4 separate regions of the Mus musculus genome follow, and all the other regions are linked to region 2. Evidence: chromatin contacts called from public Hi-C and promoter capture Hi-C data. All regions are on one chromosome and are shown on one strand. Each heading gives the region's core, a stretch centred on a gene start, on an enhancer-like site or on the middle of the called end of the contact. The rest is flanking DNA. Distances are from core to core; before and after follow the strand shown.

What was found. A called contact is a pair of places that touch in the nucleus more often than the background predicts. Capture Hi-C pulls out chosen DNA fragments and counts their contacts.
Region 1: a Hi-C map of bone marrow-derived macrophages shows a contact between it and region 2, with 5 times the contacts expected there. The contact joins the enhancer-like site here to the promoter of Fsip1 in region 2. A contact is called at or near these places in 1 of 484 Hi-C or Micro-C datasets (bone marrow-derived macrophages) and 1 of 115 datasets of contacts at active chromatin or transcription factors (pancreatic cancer cells).
Region 3: a contact with region 2 is called in a Hi-C map of cortical neurons, with 3 times the contacts expected there. The contact joins the enhancer-like site here to the promoter of Fsip1 in region 2. A contact is called at or near these places in 1 of 39 promoter capture datasets (the C10 cell line), 1 of 15 datasets of contacts at CTCF or cohesin (large pre-B cells), 38 of 484 Hi-C or Micro-C datasets (the 3T3-L1 cell line, B cells, the Ba/F3 cell line and 25 more), 4 of 115 datasets of contacts at active chromatin or transcription factors (embryonic basal ganglia, forebrain, large pre-B cells and 1 more) and 1 of 9 other capture datasets (embryonic stem cells).
Region 4: a promoter capture Hi-C map of pancreatic islet shows a contact between it and region 2. The contact joins the promoter of Bmf here to the promoter of Fsip1 in region 2. A contact is called at or near these places in 1 of 39 promoter capture datasets (hippocampal neurons), 1 of 15 datasets of contacts at CTCF or cohesin (large pre-B cells), 7 of 484 Hi-C or Micro-C datasets (the N1E-115 cell line, bone marrow-derived macrophages, embryonic fibroblasts and 4 more), 6 of 115 datasets of contacts at active chromatin or transcription factors (astrocytes, bone marrow-derived macrophages, embryonic forebrain and 3 more) and 3 of 9 other capture datasets (embryonic tail, liver and pancreatic islet).

What each region holds. Positions count from the first base shown.
Region 1 is chr2:117,934,752-117,938,564 of GRCm38.p6, reverse strand. All of the region lies in intron 8 of Gm13986 (predicted gene 13986), which reads left to right. Among named protein-coding and RNA genes, the nearest start is that of 4930412B13Rik, 110 kb to the right of the region's middle. Within about 2 kb of position 1,719, at least 7 of the 459 cell types and tissues checked have an H3K27ac peak or open chromatin away from gene starts, as enhancers often do. A contact at or near this core is called in bone marrow-derived macrophages, where this site is marked.
Region 2 is chr2:118,255,021-118,259,098 of GRCm38.p6, reverse strand. Fsip1 (fibrous sheath-interacting protein 1) reads left to right here and starts at 2,143. Exons shown (of 12, transcript NM_001374672.1): 1 at 2,143-2,299.
Region 3 is chr2:118,628,081-118,631,929 of GRCm38.p6, reverse strand. It overlaps Bub1b (BUB1B, mitotic checkpoint serine/threonine kinase), which reads right to left. Exons shown (of 23, transcript NM_009773.3): 15 at 1,765-2,027; 16 at 852-985; 17 at 31-171. Among named protein-coding and RNA genes, the nearest start is that of Bub1b, 32 kb to the right of the region's middle. Within about 2 kb of position 2,454, at least 7 of the 459 cell types and tissues checked have an H3K27ac peak or open chromatin away from gene starts, as enhancers often do. A contact at or near this core is called in cortical neurons and ventral hippocampal neurons, where this site is marked.
Region 4 is chr2:118,548,023-118,551,973 of GRCm38.p6, reverse strand. Bmf (BCL2 modifying factor) reads left to right here and starts at 2,288. Exons shown (of 5, transcript NM_138313.4): 1 at 2,288-2,434; 2 at 2,804-2,933. The coding sequence starts at 2,312.

The sequences.
Region 1 (3,813 bases), core at 470-2,969, 320 kb after region 2:
GAATAGTGTGCTTAGAGAAGGAATTGGAGGAGTTTTCCTAAAAAGGCTCAGCTAATAAATATTTCAGGCTTGCCGTCTGTATGGGCCCGGCTGTAACTACTCAGTCCTAAAAGCAGCAGAAATTCCACTCTGAGAGGACAATCCTGCCCGTGTCTGCAGCACGTTACCCACACCATGGGAGAGTGAGCTGGAATTTGCTTACGCTTGGGCATGGGTAATTTTCCATTTATTCATTATTAAACTGTTCATTAATTCAGTAAGTGTTTATTGGGAAGATATTAGGTGTTAGATATAAAAATACAACAGAGAATTGATCATCAACGTCTCAGAAAAAAAGAGCTAAAACTCTAATTTGTATTTCTTCTCAGTATAGTAAACAGTTACTATTGAATTTTAAAAATACATACTAAAACAAAAAATTTACAGGCTAACCTCTCTCATTGTCAAATATTTAAAAATATTAATCAGAATATATTAGCAAAAAAAAAATCTAACAACCTTTAAAATGAGTTTATATTATGAAAAACATGAGCTTAAGAACCCATGGTTGGGCTAGCCAAGTGGGATATTTCATTCCAGTCAGCAAAGGAGCTCTCTGTGGAAGCCTGCTAACCTGAATTCGATACCCAGAATGCACATTAAAGAGAGAACTAACTCCACAAATTTGTCCTTTAATGTCCACCAAGGTGTTGTGGCACATATGACCCCTCTCCACCCACCACCACATCATGCACACACGGGCAGAATAACCAGTACAATTAAAACAAAAGTTTTAAAAAGTTGGTTTAATGTTTTATAACACACAATTTACTTATAGACCTTTTTAAAGGGAAAAAAAAGTATCTTATCTTGTTAATGGGCACAGGGCATAGCTGGTACAATTCAATTCTGTCCACGAATGAAGCAGTCTTTGGCCCCCTCCCCCATAAGTTCATGAGAAGGTCTTTGAAATGACAGCACTAGTTAACATGCCTTCTTGGATAGGGAAATATCACAAGGCCCTACCTTTAGATAAAGATCTATCTATAGGCATTAAAGTAAGAACAAGTCTTTCCTAAGGATGTGCCCTCTGATAGGTTATCCAATCCCAAGTGTTAAACTCTAACCATGTATATAGGAGCAGAACCAAATGGACTCAAGTGATTATATTTATACACACATATGCATATATAAATAAAAGTAAATAATAGTAAAGAAGAATGTTAGTGGAAAGAGACAGGCATCAAATAGTGTGAATTCAATATCACATGTGAAATTCTCAAAAAATCAATTGAATGGAAAACATTAGTTGTAAAATCTTGAGAGGTATCCTATGTGGCACCGGAGATGGAGCAATAGAAACAAATGTCACTACTTTGATTCAGTTTTGCACTATAAGTCATCAGTGCAATAAGGCAGGAAAAAAAATCAATGTAAAATTTACAGTATATCAAGAATTGGACAAATCTACAGCTTCACTATTAAAATAAACTGTGGAATTTAACAGGCCATTTACCATCTGCTACAGAGTGAATATATAAAACATAGTTCCATTTCTACACATCGTCAATAAATAATTTGAATTTGAACATGAAATAGTTTAAAGCTTATCCAAAGAATAATTGTTCGGGAGCGTAGGAAAAGAAACTTAAAATCTTTAACCAGAAGCCTAAAGGAAACTTAACAGGAAGTGAAAGGAGGAAAAAATGTGAATCTCGGGACTGAGCTGCACAGCTTCTTAGTGGTTTCCTTGAAAAAGAGGAAAGAGGTAACTATTTAAACGTACATTATACATATATAAGATGTCTCCATGGAAACTTAAGGTTTCATTATGGGAATAATTATGTATGGGGAAAGCTGCCATACAGTTTATCTGTAAATGTTGTGTTTGCTAAGATTTCCCCCGTTCTTCCTAATTTCCTCCTTTCCTATCTTAGATTTGGTGATGTCACAGTCCATATAGCAGCCCGCCCAAGCTGACCCCACATCATCTTACTATGTGTGGTTTTTCTTTGTACCCTGGTCCATTCTGTGCTGGGATCTCTGTCTCATTCAGTCTCGTCTATCCCCATGCCTCTCCTCCTCTCTCCCCTCTTCCTCTCTCAACCCTCCCCTCCCTTCCAGTCTCCTTTTCTCTTCTCTTTCTTACTCCTCTGCTCTCTGTTTTTTCTCTGCAAATATTCTCCTCCAGTGAAGCTGGTCAACTGGTGAGCTTGTGAGTCACAAACACAGAGTTAGAGTTGATTAAATATTTTAGAGAAAGAGCCTCCACCCAACCAGGTGCTGAAATGTATTTTGAGCACTGAGAAGCAAAGAGTAAATCTGAAGACTAGCTCTGCTGATCACCCAGCCATGGGTCTTAAGTGTCTAGATGCGCATCTAGCATGTGGGTGTTCAGTATTGAAGAGGTTGTGATTAAATAAACAAATGAATGAATATGTATTTGAGCTGTTGGGCCACTGGTCCCCTTGAAATAGAAAATTACCTCTAAATGGGAGATGAGCACATTGGCCCTGGGGTAGGAAGGCTCTCAGCACTTCAGTTCAAGAAAGCCAAAGCCACTCCTACTAGCTAGGTAGCTGGGCAGCCAGAGAAGAGGGCATTCATCCCATCCTGCTCCCTGTAGACACACACAGCAGATAGCATCTGGAAATGACACTCTGTTTTTGGGGCTGGACATGACTTTGTCTGTGGAGACTTGCTGAATAAGGTTTCAGACATTTGCCCTGATTTTGGAGTTGAACATTTGTTCTTTAGATTTAAAAGTGATAATGAAGTTATAATCCAGGAGCGAGCTCTGTGTTTGGGAAAAAGATCTATGTATAGGATATTTAACTATGCTAGACAGAGCTGGAACCTGGCCTATGACCAAGCCAACTTGGCCTCAGCACATGAGAAAGTGGCCAGGGAAACCTGTGCTGGATCCCACCTTATACTGGAAGAGGTTGACATCCTTGGGGCCTCTTCACTGTGGCAAATCCAGACAGGGACAAGGTGGGAGATTTCTCTAAACGGATGCTGGCAGTTTAGCCATTGCTATGGAAAAGTGATCATTTGCAATGCAAGCCACTTAATGAGTATTTAACCTGCCCCATTGGCTACAAAGTGTGTTAACATTCCTCCAAGGCTCTAGCCCCCTCCTTATTTTGAGAATGTTCATATTTTATGTTAAAACAACTCCAAAAGCAGGATGTGTTTGTCCATAGACCCTAGTGCTGGGAAGCTGAACTGTTCTGCAGCCAGAGTCCTGTGCTTTAGGGTCAGTTTTATCCCATGGGATCTCATGTCTTTCCTGGGTTTGTGTTGCATCTCAAACCAATCCCACTCTCACAGGTTTTAAAAGTTTTATATACTGTATTTTAATCATTCTTTCTGCTCTCTTAATACCTCTCAAATCTTAACCACATTCCAGGACAGGCCTTATACCCAGGTGTAGTTGAATGAAAAACGGACTCAATTTTGTGTATTTATGTATGTGTATGTATGTGTGTCTATGTATGTATGTATGTGTGCATGTGTGTGTATGTATGTATGTATGTATGTATGCATGCATGCATGCATGCATGCATTTAGGAGATTATTTGTATGTGTGTTTATATGCCTGTGTGGATATGTGTATGTATATATATGTACGTATGTATGTGCACATGTGTGCATGTATGCATGTATATATGTGAATGTGTGGATGCATGTACATTTATATGCCTGTGTGCATGTGTGTGTATGTATGTATATATGCATGTGTATGTATGTATGTATGTATGTATGTATGTATGTATGTATGTATGTAGTATGCGTTACCAAGCTTTGCTATTACTCTGCTTTCCCTTTGTG
Region 2 (4,078 bases), core at 894-3,393:
ATTTTTGAGGGGAACAAAGAACACAGAACTGTAATTTAGCTATACTGAACCAGGATATCCCTGAACAGTGTCCAAACCACAGGAGAGGCTTTGTTGTTGTTGTTTTTTAAATAGGTGACCTCCACCAACAGTGGTTTATGGAGATACTCCACTGGCTAGGCATGAATCTTGACTTAAACCCACATTGATTCGTTTGTTAACGAGGGTACTCCCAGCTGAGAAGTGCTGAAGGCACAGAGAGACTTTCAGTTGTTTATTTGCTGGAACATTTTGTGCTTTGACTGTTAGCAAATATGCAATCTTCTCTCAGTATCTAGAGTCCACTTTTGGAAGGCAGTCTTAGGAACTTCTTTTTCCTCCCTTTGGGACTGCACAAGATCATACACAGGCTCTCTAACATACTAACTAGTCACTCTACCACTGAGGCACATCCCCAGTCTAGCCATTCATTTTTTTTCATATAGCATGCAAATCTTCCAGTAATTTAATCAATACCATGGGTTGGGAATTGTGATGGTAAGGACTTACTGTGAATTGAACTCATTATTCTTTCGTTCTTTTTCTTAAAATGTCTATATGTCTGTGTGTATGTATGTGTATGCATGTATGTATGTGTATACATGTAAGTTAACAGTTTGGTCATTCAGGACCTGTGGGCATTGAAAGGCCGCTAAGTGGAGAGTCATGGAGAGCCTGGAGCAGAGGGCTGGTAGGATTTGGCTGAGGTTCTGAACACACGTTGTAGGATACTGTCCTTCAGTATACAGGAGGTGCAAGGGAAGCTCCCACTGAGGAAACTACTAGTAGAGTATCACAAACATCTAATTGAGGGTGGGAACCTTGCAGATATGAGGAACACTTGGATTCAGATACACTTGAATGCAGGTCTGGTAGCATGTCCGACTTGAGGATGGTACCAAAGGTGCTGAGCTGAGCCTGGGAGAATGGTGTGGGGAAGACGGTATAGGAAGGGCTGCAGTGGGGAGAGGGGACTATAGAAAAGTGGCTTGATTTTGATCTGCTTAGTTTGCGAGGGTTCTCATGCCTTATGAGGTTCAAGGGAGTCATTTGACCTGGAGTCCGAAACAAAGGATCAATAGCACCCAGATGGTATTCACAGCCAGGGTTTTGCCCTCAGCACCATCTTAACTTGTAGCTGTGATCTTTGGGCAACTCAAGTCATACTTATTTGCTCTGATGAAAAAAGACCAGAGAAACACTGTATTTACCCCAAAGCATGAGGATAAAGGGGCTCTGAGTATGAAAATACCTTGTAAACAACCAAGGGCAATTCAGACTGAAACGCAGCAGAGGTTGCGCGGTACTGAGAATGAAGAAAGAGCATCAGTTTGGTGATCCAGGCAATGAGCCCTAATGCACTGTACACAGAGAAATGATTGGTAGCTGTGGAGGTATATACTGCCATCATAATCCTTCTTATTCTACTACAGCCCAGTCTTTACAGGACGTATATGTATATATACGCATATGTATATATACACTGTATTATACATTATACTTTATGCACACTGCTATTATATACACATGTATTACACACACACACACACTCACACAGCTCTCCAAATTTTACAAGACCTTCACATACGAGATCTGTTTGAGTTGCACATCAGTCTTGCAAGGAAGAGAGGATAGTGATATGGGAAGTAACTGATCTGAGAGGACACCTGGTCGGTAGAACATTCTAGTAGCCGGTGAGAGCTATGTAAACATGGAGATCCTCGTTCCAGAGGCCAACCTGAATATGAACAAACCATTCCCACCCAGAACATTCACTGAAAAGAAGGTTATAGGAGGGCCACAGTCACACCCCCTCCAATCCCAACCAGGACAGCAGTCTTCTTGTAACTTCCGGTCCCCAATACCCAATTCTTTTTTTTTTTTTTTTGCTTTTTTCGAGACAGGGTTTCTCTGTGTAGCCTTAGCTGTCCTGGAACTCACTCTGTATACCAGGCTGGCCTCGAACTCAGAAATCCGCCTGCCTCTGCCTCCCAAGTGCTGGGATTAAAGGCGTGCGCCACCACGCCCGGCTTCAATACCCAATTCTTGAAGGTACGGGACCTTTAAACCTATCGCGAGACTGTGATCTGCGCGCTTCTAGTTGCCAGGGCAACAGCGTTCTTTGAGACAGCGGTCTCCTGCTGCCTCTTTCATCTTCACAGAGGAGGCGGTGGCGGGAAAAACCGGTCCCCTTCGAAGGGAAGTGGAGAGAGTCAGTGTCTAGGCGTCCAGCTTTCTTCCCCACCGAGAAGTTGAGGGGCCGCACGCACCACGGGCAGAGGTTGGTAGCCGCTGGCCACGGCAGAGGGCGAGGTGGAGGTGTGGCCTGATGTGCCAGAGGAGGGTGAGAGGGCGGACTCTGTCCCCGAGGGCTGTGGGTGTGGCCTGTTCGCCCAGGCCAGCATGGGGTGGCCACAGGGGCGTGGCTATGTCTGGGAGTCTCAGAAGCTACTGCCCGGGCAGAGGCGTGATCTCTGCTGAAAACTCTTTCTGCATTAGTGCATCCTTACGAGCCTTCTTCCCACTGAGGTCTGGAGCACTAGTCAGTAGCATAGTCCTTAAAAGTGGCACAGGAAAAATGAGACTAGAGAGAGGGTTTGTAAACATTGATCTGGGACTTAGCTTTCCCAATGGAAGAAATGTAAACCAAACGTATAGGTAGATACCTTTGGGCATCCACCAGCCTGGGGACTATGAATAGGCCTTTCAGACAATAAGACAGGGAGCAAACAATCTGGAGACACAACCAGTTTTGCCTCATCACACCGGACGTGTACTATCTACACGAGCTGATCAAAAAATGTAATAAAACGTTGGCGTGTATGAGCAGTTATTTGTTACCATTAGAATCTGGTCACATCTCTACTTCACTGAATAGCATAAAGTAACTGGTATTTTAATTTTGATTCTTTTGGTGCACTGTGTTTCATTAAATGAGGAAATGTATAAAACAAAAATTTCTTTTTGTCCCAGTTTCCCTTTTTATTGTAGACCTCCATAAGACCGGGATATGATTACTAATAACCATGCAACAGAGTCAGAGAGCCATGTCTTGAAATCTTCTCTGCCAAGGAAACTAATCCATGGTTTTTCAGTTTTGCCTCAGGCAAATGTTTAAGGCAAGGGCAGAAAGCAGCCACTTTCTTTGCCAAATACAGGAATGTTCTGTCCTTCTGTCGCCCAGGTGCTAGTATTGTTTTCCCCTGAAATGGCCTGAGGTCCGTAGGCCTCTGCAGTCTGCCTTGCTCTCAGCATTATTGCCTTCTAACCTCCCACCAGGATGCTCTTTAAGCTCTTCATCAGCATCCAACTGCTTTCCTAGTCCAGAGTCTTATAAAAGAACGCCTTCAATTGACTTACAGCTTCAGAGGCTTAGAGTCCATCATGGCGGAGCAAAGGCACGGAAGCAGAAACAGCTGAGAGCCCACATCTTGATCTGAAAGTAGAAAGCAGAGCTAAGTGGGAAGCTGAGAGTCTATTGATACTTCAGGAGGCGCTTCCTCTGCCCATGAAATACCACTTCCTCCTAATCCTTCCCAAACAGTTCTACCAAGTGAGGACCACGCTGGCTTAGTATATCATTGATTTCTTTGCAAGCTATCCTTGCATTTCCTTCCAGGCCTTGGAAGATTGCATATTTTATATTGACTCATTACTTTTAAATTTTGCTTTTACTTTTATTAAAATGATATGGTCCAAATGTTAAACTGTGGTATAAAATTCAGAATGGAAGAAATAACTGAGCAGTTCCCAGTCACATCTTCTGGAGGCAGCCACCTTGAACTCTTAAATATTATGCTTTATTTACTATTGTTTGGATTTATCAATTCCTGGATTCCCTCTTTGATGTCCTACTTGGCTAGATTCTTCTACACCCTCCTTTTGGATCCTGTCTCCCATCCCACATCCTCAGGGAAGACATGGCAGTTGGTAAATCCATTCTCAGGGCACATGCAACTTGGTGCACATCGTGTGGCTGCTTTCTTGTACAGCTCTTCATTTTTCATATGGAGTTTCTGTGTGACAAGTGATTTCTTAAACACACAATACACCTATCAGA
Region 3 (3,849 bases), core at 1,205-3,704, 370 kb before region 2:
AAAGGACAAGGACTCACACACACTACTTACCTAACTCAATCTCCTTCCCTATTTCCAGCACAGGCATCGGTCGGTCTTCCACAGAAAACTCCGCAAAAGCACTTAATTCTAGTAGGGATTTTAACAGTTGTAGGCGATACTGTGAACACCAGGGTGACTGAATAGCATCTTCTGTGGAGAAAAGAAGTTGAAAATATATATAAATTAATGTTTAAAACACAGTAGTAAAGGGCTGGACAGATAGTTAAGAGCACTTCTTCATCTTCCAGAGGAGCTGAGTTTGGCTTATGTCTCAGAGCTCACAACTGCCTATAACCCCAGCTCTAGGAGATCTGATGCCCTTTATAGCCTTTGTATGATCTGTCTGTCTGTCTCTGCCTCTCTCACAACACACACATACACACACACACACACACACACACACACACACACACACACACACACACACACACACACACACACACGGAGAGAAAGGGGGCGAGGGCCAGGCAGTAGTGGCACATATCTTTAACCCCAGCACTTGGGAGGCAGAGGCAGGCGGATTTCTGAGTTCGAGGCCAGCCTGGTCTATAAGTGAGTTCCAGGACAGCCAGGGCTACACAGAGAAACCCTGTCTCAGAAAAACAATACAAAACAAAACAAAAAAAAACAGGTGAGGGGGGAGGGAACTCCAACATTACAAAATCAACACTGCTAACCTGACCACATTCATTTGCTTTGGGCATATGAAATACGTTGAATTAGTGCTGGTTTATTTGGGAAATAGTACAACTGGGGCAGGGTCAGCCTGCGGAGGGACTAAACGGCCACTGAGCAGACTCGGAAGCTTGCTGTTGGCTGGAACACTCTACCTGCCCCGTCATTAGTCAGCTCCAGCTTTTCCAGAAGCTGAAAGCCTTTGATGGAGGATGTACTGGGAGCTGAGGAAGAAGACCTGGAGAAGCCAGATGAGTGGGTGGCCTCACGGCTCTCTTCAATAATTGGGCTGCAAGAAACAAGAGTGAAGCCATCCTCAGGACAGTATACTCCAACTTCTGTCAGAACTTTATATATCCTCTTAATAAAGATCTATTTGCTTTTACATGTGTTTTGCCTGCATGCATGTTAGTACCCCAGTGTAGGGATAGCACCCAGAGCCAGAAGATGATGTCAAATCCCTGGAAATAGAGTTCAGAGGGTTGGGAGGTACCACTGTAGGTGCTAAGAACTGAGCCCGGGACCTCCACCAGAGCAGCCAATGCTTTTAGCCACTAGCTATCTGTTTAGAGTCCAACTTTATACATTTTTAAATTATAAATTTTATACTGAACTCATCTTGTAATAGAATTTATTTTTATTGGTCTCATTTTTTCCCAAATAAGAAACAGATTAAACCTGTTTTAGATTTAGTTACTCTATGTATGTAAGCATTCTGCTCACAACTTTGTGCACCATGCATGTGTCTGTACATGTGGAGGTCAGAAAGGCCAATGGATACCCTAGAACACAGAGTTGAGAGTTATCACGTGGGTGTTGGAAATCAAACCCAGGTCCTCTACAAGAAAGTGCCCTTACCTGCTGAGCCATTTCCTTCGTTACCTGAGTCTCATAACCAGCACAATTTACTTCTTCTAATCCTCAAATCCAAACCAATCAGTAACCTTCACCGACTGTGTCCCCGGGTCAGACTTACTCCCTGATTGAGCATCTGATGGACAGTAAGAGCCGATACCTGGCCACTGCAATTGACAAGCACACAGACCAAGAGAGAAACACTCCAGTCACCTCAGTTTCTTTATGATGAGGGCCTGGTGATGAACAGTGTGATGAGCCTCGGCGGCCTTCCCATCCAGATCCTCTTCCTGCAACAGTCCCTCGGGATCAGCAGCGATGCCCTTCGAGGACAGTATCTCATGGAAAGGAGTAGATGCCAAACGAGCTGCTCTAGCAAAGTCACAAGTGTCCTCAGGGTTGGGACAGAGAGTGACGTTCCTGAAACCAGTGATGATGGCGTCTTCACTCAGAGGCTCAAGTTCTGTGAGTTCATCCTAAAGTAGCCAAACACACTTTAGCTGCAACAGTTCAACAAACGCGGTACAACACACACATATGCACGCACGCACACATTTTTTTTTTAAACTTAAGACATCAGATCATTGACATGAGATTTAGAAATAACAAACCAGGACCTCAAGTTGAAGACAATTTAAAAAGCACAGGACAGAATTGAGGAAAATGATTTTGTTAACAAAGAAAACTATACTTCATCAAAAAATATACTGGAGGGGGTGTGTGGCTCAACACATAGAAAGGCAGCTTACTGTCCTCTTCCAGACAATTTCAAGCCTTCACTGAGGAGCTGAACCCAGAACCTCCCTGAAGGCCCATCCTCCCTGGCTAGGCCGTCCACCGCACACTGGGCGGTATTCTCCAGAACACAACATGTACTGCTTGCTCTCTTCAATCGCTGTGCTCTCCATAGCAACCGGGGAACTGGCGGAATCAGAATAACTTTCCCAAATTATTTAAAACAAAGGGGAACATAATGTGTGGATTCCTTCTCTGGAAATTCAAATCTCATAAAACTGGAGTAGAGCCTGTGTGTCTTCCTTCAGTCATAAAAGTCTCCTAGGCTCTTCTGAGTCATTAGAAATTCTACATTTTTGGATATAAAATAGCATTGCCATTCACATCTGTCTAGCTATAAAATCCTGTGTACTTTATCAGAAAATATTTATCAAGAAGGTAAATAAAAAGAGAACTCTATTAACAAGTCACTGTCTTCAGCGACTTAGCTCTTTTCCTTGGTTGTGGAGGAAGAAATGCAGTTGTTGTAGCTTCTCATACCCCCACCAGCCACCCCCCTTCACCCTCCAGCAATGCCTGGGGCTCGTCTGCACAGACTTTTCCTTCCCAAAGTATCAGTAAAGCACCACCATGCCACACAGTGCCTTGGGTCTTTTTACCGTATTTGAATGCCTATATCCTGTCTTTCTACCCTGGGTGTTACTAAATCTCTACTGGTAAAGAACATGAGGGGCGTGAGCCAGCTCAGTGAGTAAAGCCACTCACAGCTGCCCTCATACACACGCAAGCACACCCCACACATAAACACAAAACATGAAAAATTAAAAAAAAAAAAAAAAGAACAGAAAGAAAAAATGGTCTATATCCATTGCTACCCAGGCATTTTACATGTATGTCGGGAAAAAAATAATTGCAAGTATGAAAAGACTGTCAAATTAGTGACACCCCCCCTCCCCCGCCCTTTAAGACTTTTAGATATGGGAGGCTGGAGAGATGGCTCAGTGGTTAAGGATACTGGCTGCTCTTCTAGAGGTCCTGAGTTCAATTCCCAGCAACCACATGGTGGCTCACAACCATCTGTAATGGGATCAGAGGCCCTCTTCTGGTGTGTCTGAAGACAGCTACAGAGTACTCATATGCATAAAATAAATAAACAATTCTTAAAAAAAAAGACTGAGATATAATTCATCACTTCACAGTGTGGTGTGCACCTCAGGGTTCTAGTGTGTTCACGCCAGTGTGCTCTTTTGGTAGAAAGCAAGCAAGCACAATGCACTCCAGCGCCTTGCGGTCGTCCTCTCCGTAATTCCCAACTGCACTGCTTTATTATGGACACTTCGTGCAAATGGAAAAATATTTCCTGTAAGTTTCTTTCTATCACACCAGACCCACACATTTCACTTTATCTTTCTGAGAGGAGAAAATGATATTACCTGTAGCAGGCAAGGAGAGCACGGGAGTCACTTCCAAAGCAGTACTCTGCAGACACATGACTTCACTTACTGACCGTGAGGGTCGACCATGCTGTAATGCAGGTCAGTCTATCATTCGTTCCTTGGAATC
Region 4 (3,951 bases), core at 1,039-3,538, 290 kb before region 2:
GCTTTGCTGAGCTACATGGGTCCAAGGTCACCCTGACCCTCTGACATTCTCACTTGGCCAAGCCTCCTGGAAGGATAATGTACCTCCCTTTGGCTCCAGCATCTCTTGTTGGACAGCTATCAACTCCTGGCAGGCTTGGGCTACTGGCCAATCCTACTTGACCCTTCCCTTTGTCTTTCCCCTCATTCCTGTACTCTGGGATTAGCATTTTCTTACAGGAGCAACCGCAGAGCACAGCCCTCTGCGGGCCTGCTTCACTCTTCTTTCAGATGGTTTTGAGAGAACAAAGAAAATAATAGACAGTAAAAGCCCAGGAGCCTGGCAGGAGGGTGCAGGGCTGCAATCCCAGCTTTTGGGAGCTGGAGGCAGAAGGTCATCATTGTCTACATACAGAGTTTGAGGTCAGCCTGGTACACACAAGGCACTATCTCAAAAAAAAGGGGGGGGGCTCTGCAGTGAAGTTCGCTTGTTGCTCTTGCAGAGGACTAGTGTTTGGTTCTCAGCACCCACATGGTGGCTCACACCCATCCTTAACTCCAATTTCAGGAGATTCCACCCCCTCTTATAGTCCCCTTGGGCATCAGGCACACACCTGGTACACACACATGCATGAAGGCAAAACACCCACACGAATAAAGTAAAAATAAATATATCTAAAAACAATTAAAAAAGAAAAACAGAAAGAAAGAAACCAAAGTAAATAAATAAAAATTTTAAAACAAAAAATAGCCAAAGACAATTGAGTCTGGGAGCCCCAGATCCAGCCAGCTTGTATCTTAGAGCAGACTGTAAGTAGAGACTGTAACTAAGCCCAGCTTCTCTGCTTTGCCCGTGTCTCTATTGCAGCTCATTTAGGTTGTGGCAGGGCTCTGTTCCTTTCACTGATTTCTGCCTCCCCACTCAGTTTTCCCCAAAATTCATCTTCTGTAAAATCTTTGCTACCAGTCCTCTATAAAGTAATTCCTTGGGGCTGAAGAGATGGCTCAGTGGTTAAAAGCACTGGTTGCTCTTCCAGAGGACCCAGGTTCAATTCCAAGAACTCACACGGCAGTTCATAGCTGTCTGTAACTCTGGTTCCGGATGACACGCTGTCACAAAGACATACATACAGGCGAAACACTAACGCACATAAAATAAAAATTAACAAATTACTTTTAAAAAATACAGACTCCTCAGCCTGGTATTCCAGGGGGCACCTCTGCAATCTGACCTGAATCTACCTGCCCATACCCTCACATCCTAAATCATAGTGAAGATGCCAGAGAGCTTGATGGGGGGGAGGGGGGACGGGGGGGGCGTGCAGCTGATCTTGCTTTCCAGACATGTTAAGTACTTTATTCTAGCTCCCTGACCTCTCTGGGTCAGGACTGTTTTATTTGGTTTTTATTTAGTGAAATATTCCCCATTCTTCAAGGCCCGACTCAAAAATCTTTGCTTATTATCCCTAAAATAGCACCATTCAAGCTGGTTTCCATCATTCACATGTGAAGTATCGGTTCATTGAGGTCAGGCACCAGAAGTCTAGCACTTAGACCAGGACCTGGCACATAGTAGGTGTTCAAAAAAATGTGGAGTCATCCCTAGATTGGCCATAGTACACGAGATGCGTTTTGCTTTCTTAGCAGTCCAAGAACAGCCTTCTGCTGCTGCCATAGATAGGGCTGTCCGAGCTACCCCTTTGATTTCCCCTCTGCTAGAGTCCTTTTTTCAACAGTGATCTTCCACAGTCTAGAAGAGAGGACATGGCCTTTCTTTGCACTTGATGGATCCGAATGTCATTTGGTTCTAGATGCAGACACACGTGTTCTCCTCCAGCTTTCCTCAGACACGCCCAACAGGAAAGAGGGCAGTTTTTTGTTTTGGTTTTTTATTTGTTTTGCTTTTTTTTTATTAGGGACCAGCAGCTCGGTTTTTTTTTTTTTCCGCTATATATTACAAGGCGCGTCTGAAAACTCCCAGTCTCCTCCTGAGCCGGCTTTTTGGAAGTCCTGCAATAACTCAGCCCATTTCCAAGTAGACAAAAGTCACTTAGGCGTCTTGTCCCCCCACTACCTAGTAGAAAACCTAGGGACTCTCTGTCGTTTCTGGGGCTTGCATTAGGAACCGAATCCTCACCCTCTACAGCGCTCCAATTGCGCTTCTGACGGAGGTCAGAAATGCGCCCGGCCCCTTATAATGTTTCCAAGGGAAGGTTTGTACATTGGTGATTGTCCCTGGCAGCTGCCCAGCTTGAGACTTGGACCTCCACTTGCCATTGGTCAGTGGTTGGAGTGACGCAAAGAGGGGCGGGGCCTCATCAGCTGTTTGCGGGATGCCCGGAGCGGGCGTATTTTGGAAACAATACCGCGCGGTGTGCCGTGGCCTCCTCCCGCGCCAGCTCGCGCCTGCAGCAGTCGCTGCCGCAGCCCGCGCCACCGCCTCCCACCGCAGCCCGGTGAGCGCCCGGGCGGCGGGGGGCTAGGCGGAGTTGGATCGTACCTCCTCCGGGAAGTGGGGAGCGGAGTCGCGCAGCGCGTGGGGGCCCGGGGAAGGGTTTGGACTGCGGGCATCTGGGGTGACCACGGGGAGTTGGGGTGCAGGGATGTGGGAACGAGGTGCAGAGCACAAATTTGTGGTTGCTGCTCCAAGAGGGGCTTTCGGGAAGCATTTGGAATTCGGAGTTAAAAGTAGGTGAGCAAATGATCCTGGGGTCCACTGCCAAGCTCCCGGACGCTCTGGCCTCCGGGTGTAACTGTGGGGTGGGGCCGTAAGTTGTGGTGCATTTTGCCTCCCTGCGGAGTCTGAAGGCTCCTCTTCTTAACAGCTGGAGTTTGCCCCCTTCTTCCCAATCGAGTGTGGGCACCAAGCCCCCCGAGTGTTCTTCACCCTGGACCCTGGCGCAGAGCCCTGGCATCACAACTCGGAGGCTGAGACGCTGTCCTGGAGTCACCCAGGTGTGTGTGCGTGTGTGCATGTGCGTGCGCGTGTGTCCTGAGATCTTAGCCACTATTGAGTTCAAGGTATCTGGCTAGTGCTAACTCCTAAGAGGAGGAGTTTATATTGAGCATCCTAGTTGGATCGCCGAAGTTCTGCGATGGCTCCAGCGGACTTTAAGACCTTTGCTAGGAATAAAGCATTCCCTGGCGGTGCTCTCAGGAAGTGCCCTCTTCCTATCAGTCTGGACTTTACCACTTTAGCTCAGGGAAGCTGAGGGTCTCCACTCTTCCCCAGTTTACTTTTGACTTTGCCCAGAGCCCCTCCGAGGTTCACACTAACTGGAGAGCCACCTGCAGTTCTTGTGCAAAGTGGGGGGGGGTCCTCCGCGTTTTCAGAGCCACACCCTCTGGCTGCACCTCCCCCACTGTCCAGTCTAGGCAAGGGTTGAACTTTGGGGCTTTGCTGGGAGGGGGAGGGGAGTGATAGGCTTCAAAAGAAACACCAAGACAATGACTCCTGCTTGTGATTGGCTCTGGAGAGTCCCTACTTTGGTTGGGATAGCCACACTGCAAAGAAGAGGTTGAAGGACAGAAGAAGCACTGCTAGGTGACATCTCTTGGTCCTTTCATCTGGAAACTTTACGCTGGAGTTACCCCTTTCCTATCGGAACAATAGCAGGCATGGAGTCATTCTCCAGGGAAGAGGGCACAGGACTACGGATAGCTCAGGGGTGGGATGGGGTAAGGCTTGAGGGTTGAAGTAAGAACCTCACAGAGCTTGCATTTGGGAAAGTAAGGTTTCTGAACCTAACTGAGATTTCTGTAAAGACTTAGCCCCACAAACTACTTGGCTTGTCTTTCAAAGGCAATAAAGTGGGGATCGGAACTCCCTGGAATCCCCAGCAGTCTGATGATGACAAAATTTGTCCTTGCATCTCCTTAACCATTCAGGTGCTTGTTGATGCTTCTGGTTGCCCCAGGGGCCCTAACTCAGGCGAGGTCAGCTTGGAAGTTCAAGCTGCCGGGTGACTCCAAG